Linked DNA regions of Rattus norvegicus: region 2 is linked to region 1. A link is a contact called in public Hi-C data. All regions are on one chromosome and are shown on one strand. Each heading gives the region's core, a stretch centred on a gene start, on an enhancer-like site or on the middle of the called end of the contact. The rest is flanking DNA. Distances are from core to core; before and after follow the strand shown.

Region 1 (3,041 bases), core at 177-2,676:
GGGCTTATCTCCAACAATAGGACAGTATCTCTAACACTGTTTAGAGTAAAAACAGAAGGTGGAGCAAGAAGTCAGGGTGTCTAACGTGGTCATTAAGCCTGCGGCTTGGCTGAGATCTAACCAAGCTCTGCAGAGTGCGAAGAACAATGTCCGCAGGGTTCCCGGTTCAGACGGGGACTCGATTCTCCGCCTCCGCTGGCGCCCGGGCACCGTCTCCCAGCGATGCTCGCTCACTCGTCTTGTTGCCCTGCTGCGGGAGGACCCGCCGGTCGGGCGCCGCCAATGCTGCAGGGAGCGCGGCGCGCGCCCGGAGCGCCAAAGACTCCAGGTCCCAGCCCCGCCGCAGACTCCAGAGCGCCCGCGGCCGCTGTCCGCCACTGGGCGGCCGTGAGCGACAACCGTCTCGCGATCGAGAGTTTGCGCGATCCTCTGCCGGTGCGAGCGCTCTAACTGGAGCGGCCCGACCCCTGGGTCTGCAGCAGGTCGCGGAAGAGGGCGATTGGGGCTCCCGGCTGAACCCGGGCGGGCCAGCTTCTTTGCCCGAAGGGTTGAAAGAGTGCGAGGGCGGGGCAGCGTGGCCGGCTCCGGACGCGCGTCCAGCGGCTGCGAGGCAGCATCCGAGCGCTCTGCGTGTCCGGGCGCTCGGTCGGCTCGGCTCGGCTTCCTGGCCTGTCACCGGGCTGGAGCGAACCCGGGACTCAGGGCTGGGTGCGCTGCAGTTACGCGGGGCAGCCGCGCCCCTTCCCCACCTGGGTCGGCAAAAAGTGAAGTGGAAAACAGTGGCTGAGCTCAGCCCTCCTCCCTATCCCCTCGTGCCGCAGCCACGGCCGAGGGTGGGGGAAGTTCGCTCCGCCGGGTTGGAAGGAAAGCAGGCGGCCTGGGCCGCGCCTCCCCCGCCTTCCTCTGGGCTGCGTCCCCGGGGCTTCACGCAGCATTTCTTTGTTTTGAAAGCGCCTCCTCCGCCCAGAGGCTTTTCCCCGCGGGGCCGGCTGACTGGGGGGTGGGGCATCGAGCAGTCGGTCCATCCTCCATTTAGTCCGGAACCCTCCCCCTACCCGCCCCGCGGCGACCCACGAGGAGCGTCCTCACTTGGCGGACATCAAAAGGGAGGCAGGGCGCTGGAGGGCTAAGTTGAGTAGACAGGGGGCGCAGAGACCCACCCACCCTCCGCTTGGCAGACGGCCCGCCCCCTCCCGCGGGAACCCCGCCTGAGCCCCGCCCCCCGCGTCACAGCAGCCTGACATTCTCACAGCCCACCCGGCACCCAACCCGGGCGCCCCCGCCACCCCCGTGTCCACGGAGCGCTCTATTTATGTTTCAGCCCAGTGATTTGCATAGGCCCCGCCCCCTCCCCTAGGTTCTCCCTATCGGCGCTCCTCCTTGGCGACGTCGTCACCGTATAGGCCACACCTCCCGTGCCCCTACAAGGAGCGGCGGGCCCTAGATGGCAGCGTGGCGTCGCCACGGCGTGTGCGTGTCGCGCTTCCTTGTGCCGTTTATAGGGTCCCGGCACTTCCGCTGTCGGGTTAGAAGCGGCGCGGTCATGGCGGAGCGCGGACAGCAGCCTCCTCCCGCGAAACGGCTCTGCTGCCGGCCGGGCGGCGGCGGCGGCGGCGGCGGCGGCGGGGGTAGCAGCGGCGGCGGCGCGGGTGGCGGCTATAGCTCTGCCTGTCGGCCCGGCCCGCGGGCGGGCGGTGCGGCGGCGGCGGCGTGCGGGGGCGGCGCGGCGCTGGGACTGCTGCCGCCGGGCAAGACCCAGAGCCCCGAGTCTCTGCTGGACATCGCAGCGCGCAGGGTGGCGGAGAAGTGGCCGTTCCAGCGCGTGGAGGAGCGCTTCGAGCGCATCCCGGAGCCGGTGCAGCGCCGCATCGTCTACTGGTCCTTTCCCCGCAGTGAGCGGGAGATCTGCATGTACTCGTCCTTCAACACCGGTGGCGGCTCCGCGGGCGGCCCCGGCGACGACAGCGGCGGCGGCGGCGGCACGGGCGGCGGCGCGGGCGGCGGCGGCGGCGGCTCCTCATCCTCGCCGGCCGCCACCTCAGCCGCCGCCGCCGCCGTCGCCGCGGGCACCGGGACCCCGTCGGTGGGGGCGTCCAGCGCTGCGGACGGTGGCGACGAGACGCGGCTGCCCTTCCGCCGGGGTATCGCGCTGCTGGAGAGTGGCTGCGTAGACAACGTCCTGCAAGTCGGTGAGTCACGGGGCCGCCGCGGGCCGTCGGTCCTTCGGTCTGTCCTCCTGTCCCTCGGGGGTGGGGGAGGGAAGGGCCCCCTTCGTTCCTCTGGGCCGCCTCGGGCCGGGCGCGCGGTGCAGCGGTGGGGCGACTCGGACTGTCCCCGGAGCGGAGCGCCCATTTCCTCCCGCTGGTCCCCGCCCCCGTCTCCCCGGACGGGCTAGCGCGAGTGGGAAATGAATCAGCAGGACGCGCCCCTCGGCGGCGGGGCGGTGGGTGTCGGCGTCCCGGTCGTCTGTCCCGCAGCTTGAGCGCCGGTGTGCGGGGCGGGTGTGGACAAAGGCGCGGGCGGCCGCGGGGCTCGGGCTGGGGCGTGCGGCGCGGGGGAGGGGGCGCCGGCCGCAGACAATGCCGACCGGGGCGCTCGCTCTGCGCTGCCCGGCTCGCGTCCTTTCTTCTTGGCGCCGCTCCGCGCCCCGCGGTCCGAGGGAGGGAGGGGGGGCTGGCGAGTCCCTCCGACACCACTCGGCCACCGCTCCGCTCGGGGCTCCGACGGCCGGCGCGTCCCGTATACTCCAGCTGCTTAAGGTGTCTGCGACTAGCTCCGCGGCGTCCGCGCCGGGTCCCCGAGCAACCTCTGTCGGGAGCGACGGCCGGACGGGCCGCTGAGGGGCGCTGCTCGCGCTTCTCCATCCCGTGAGGTACCGGGCTGCCCGACTTCGGCCTGCGCCCGGGGTCCGGGTGCGGTGCTGAGGGAGCGGGCAGCACGGTCCGACGCCGTGACCCGCGGCCGGCGTCTGCACCGAGGGGCCCCACGGCCCCTGCGCCGCTGCGCGCCCCGCACCACCCGGCACTTTGTTCTCCTTTCGG
Region 2 (2,989 bases), core at 129-2,628, 270 kb before region 1:
ACATGGATTCTCACAGTGGTTATAAACAACAGCCCCAAATGGGAACAGGTGTCTGTCTACTACAGAGTGGTAAACTGCCGGGAGCGCTGCAAAAGGGAAGGTATGACACAGTTCCTGCTCCTAAAACACGGCCAGGACATTGATCCCCATGATCCCACATGCTGATGGTTGCTGTTGCCCCAAAGTTGGTCGACTGTTTTTCCTTCCTTCCTATCCTCCTTCCTTCCTTGGGAATATACTTCCCCTCCCCATTACTCAGAGCTAATTAACGTTGCCTGTGAGCACTGAATGTACTGTTTATTATTCATTTGTCATTAACGGATGACAGGGACAGCGGACATCTTCTCTGAATAAAATAGACCTTTCCAGTTGTTTAGTTACAAAAATTAATGAGAATTTAAAAATAACCTCAGTACTGTATTTTAACAAAACAGGAATCTTCACTGAAGCCTGGTATATATTAATTTGCTACTGTAATTTAACTAAATGCTAAATGTCAACATTGTTCAAATTCCAGTTACTAAGAAATACCATAAAGCTGAAAGCCAAAAAGTTGCTATTCCATGTACAAATATAAATATTCCATGTACTATATAAATAGCATGAGGTTGGTGACTTACTTACATGCCTTCTTTCAAAATCTGTATGGTTGGTTACTGTGCACCTGTTACTCAGTTTAAAAACACATTCAAAGCAAGTCTGTCCCTTAGTGATAAACCCACATGAAATTTCACAAAAATAAAGGCATTGGTCGACAGAATGAAAGTGCACTAGAGAAATAAGCAGTGGAACGCAGTGGGGTTAGCTGGCCGTGAGAATATTCACAGAACTGACACTGGAGAGAATGCCGTCAGCTTTCTCCTGGAGTGACAGTTATCTAACTTGACTCCCTGGTTACTTTCAACTTTATTCGTCACGTACCCGGCAAGCTACAATTATTGTGACCTGGGTTTCGTCTTCATACTCTCCAGTACACACGCACACGCGTGTCTTCCTCATCTGGCTCCTGCCGACTTCATCATCAGCCCAACTGGTCCTGCCACCCTAACTCCCTGCTCCAGACTCAGTTGGCACCGTAAGAGGAAAAGACATGGCGTGCCTTACCTCCGTGTAGACTGCGCTCTACGCAAGCGAAGAGGGTCCTCCAACCCTGACTGTCGAGCGGACAAAAAGCTCAACATCTCGGTTCCACACACCGGCTTGAGGCCGGGATGCCGCCATGACAGAGCTTGGAACGGATGCAACAACACGGGCTCCCATTGGCCAATTAGCGATGTGACGTGACCAAAGGAGAGCGGCGTTACTGGGGGGCTCCAGAACGCCGGGCAGTGGGCGGGGCTTCGTGTGGGCGTGTCCTCCCGTAGTGGGAGAGCCCTAGGACCTTGAGCTGCGCGCTAGCATGAGCTGGTGGCGGGGAGTGGTGCGCTCTGTTTGGAGTGCCTTGTCCAGGGAGGTAAGGGAGCACGTGGGCACGGACCATCTGGGGAACAAATACTACTACGTCGCCGAGTACAAGAACTGGAGAGGTGAGAGCGAAGAGCGGCTACCGGTCGCTGCGCGTCCCGGGCGGGTGGCGTCCGCCGTACTTTGGAACCGGGCCTCGGGTGTCCTGTCCAGGGTCCGAGGACTTGGCGGTTACCTTGGGCTACGAAGTCTGGACCCAGTCTTCCAAGAGCTGCCAGAGGGTCTGGGGACAGCGGGAAAGGCTTTGAGTCAGTGCCTAGCCTTGGTCTTCAGACGCCGGTTGTGCGCAGAGTTTACCTTTCCTCTCGGCGCAGCGACTGGGGTGCTCTCCCTATCTGTCGCCGTCCTTGTCAACCTAGAAGTTTCCGAATACACTGATCCATTCTAATTAACCGTTTCCCCTATCCCTTGCAAGGAGTCTTGAGTCCCAAGACCCTATCCAGGTTGATTTCAGAAACGTCTATGTAAAGCTATTTTCAAGAACTGGAATGGTTTAGTTAAGAGGTGTTCTGTTACAACCAGGCGGTGTTGGATCACGCCTTTAATCCCAGCACTCAGGAGGCAGAGGCAGATGGATCTCTGAGTTCGTGGTCAGCCTGGTCTGTAGAGTGAGTTCAAGGACAGTCAGGGCTACACATAGACCACCCCCACCCCCCAACTCCAAGCGGGCCACACAGTGTCTTTTATTTTTCTCTATTGCTCCTGTATAGAAAGCCTCAGAGAAGTTGGGTCAGAGCTTAAGCGCTGACTCAGGCATCTAAAGCTCAAGTCAGTTATTCTCACCTTGTCTCGGTGGTCTTACATGAAAGAGATAATAGTAGTGTCTGTCCCTACTGGGACACTGTATTTCATTCATTTCTCACAATATTAACTATGTTAAATGGTAATATAAAACTGTTTTACTTAGCTTTAAGAAAAGATTTATTAACTGTATGTGTATCGCCTGCATGTATGAGTATACACACTAATTGTGTATCTGGTGCCATAGATGTTGGAACTGGATTAATGATAGTTGTTTAGCCACCAAATGGATGCTTGGATTTGAACCTGGGCCTTCTGTAAGAGCAGCAAGTTCTCTTAACCTCCGAGCCATCTCTCTTGCACCCTTATCCCTTTTCTAAAACTTACTACCTTGAACGTTTTTTGCCCCCTGAGCATTTAATTATGCTGCCTCTGCTTCCCGTATCCAATCAATCGCTGATCTGATTTCTGATACTATGAATTGGTCTGCATTTTCTACAAGTTTAAAAGTGAAAATATATTTTCCTTTAGATTTTTTTCTGGGTCCTTTATTTAGGATAATTATTTTGAAATTCATCTTTATGTGTATCAGAATTTTAACCTTGATGTTAATGTTCTATTGTGTGTAATGTAATGTATATAGTTTTTCTTACCTGCTCTCCTGTTCATAGATCTTTGGATTGTTGCCAGTTTTAAGACTGTCACAAATAAATGATTAATATCCGTGTAGATAAGGCTCCTATAGACGGAATGCTTTCATTTCTCCCTTTAAAATGCTTACAAG

Evidence for each region. Hi-C and Micro-C count contacts between places; a contact is called where the count stands out from the background.
Region 2: a contact with region 1 is called in a Hi-C map of the A7r5 cell line, with 4 times the contacts expected there. The contact joins the promoter of Ndufaf2 here to the promoter of Zswim6 in region 1. A contact is called at or near these places in 7 of 12 Hi-C or Micro-C datasets (the A7r5 cell line, the Rat2 cell line, Schwann cells and 4 more) and 1 of 1 datasets of contacts at active chromatin or transcription factors (oligodendrocytes).

Annotation. Positions count from the first base shown.
Region 1 is chr2:41,110,724-41,113,764 of GRCr8, reverse strand. It overlaps Zswim6 (zinc finger, SWIM-type containing 6), which reads left to right and starts at 1,426. Exons shown (of 14, transcript XM_039103499.2): 1 at 1,426-2,189. The coding sequence starts at 1,445.
Region 2 is chr2:41,379,152-41,382,140 of GRCr8, reverse strand. Ndufaf2 (NADH:ubiquinone oxidoreductase complex assembly factor 2) reads left to right here and starts at 1,378. Exons shown (of 4, transcript NM_001399052.1): 1 at 1,378-1,526. The coding sequence starts at 1,400. Ercc8 (ERCC excision repair 8, CSA ubiquitin ligase complex subunit) reads right to left here and starts at 1,240. Exons shown (of 12, transcript NM_001107650.2): 1 at 1,105-1,240. The coding sequence starts at 1,181.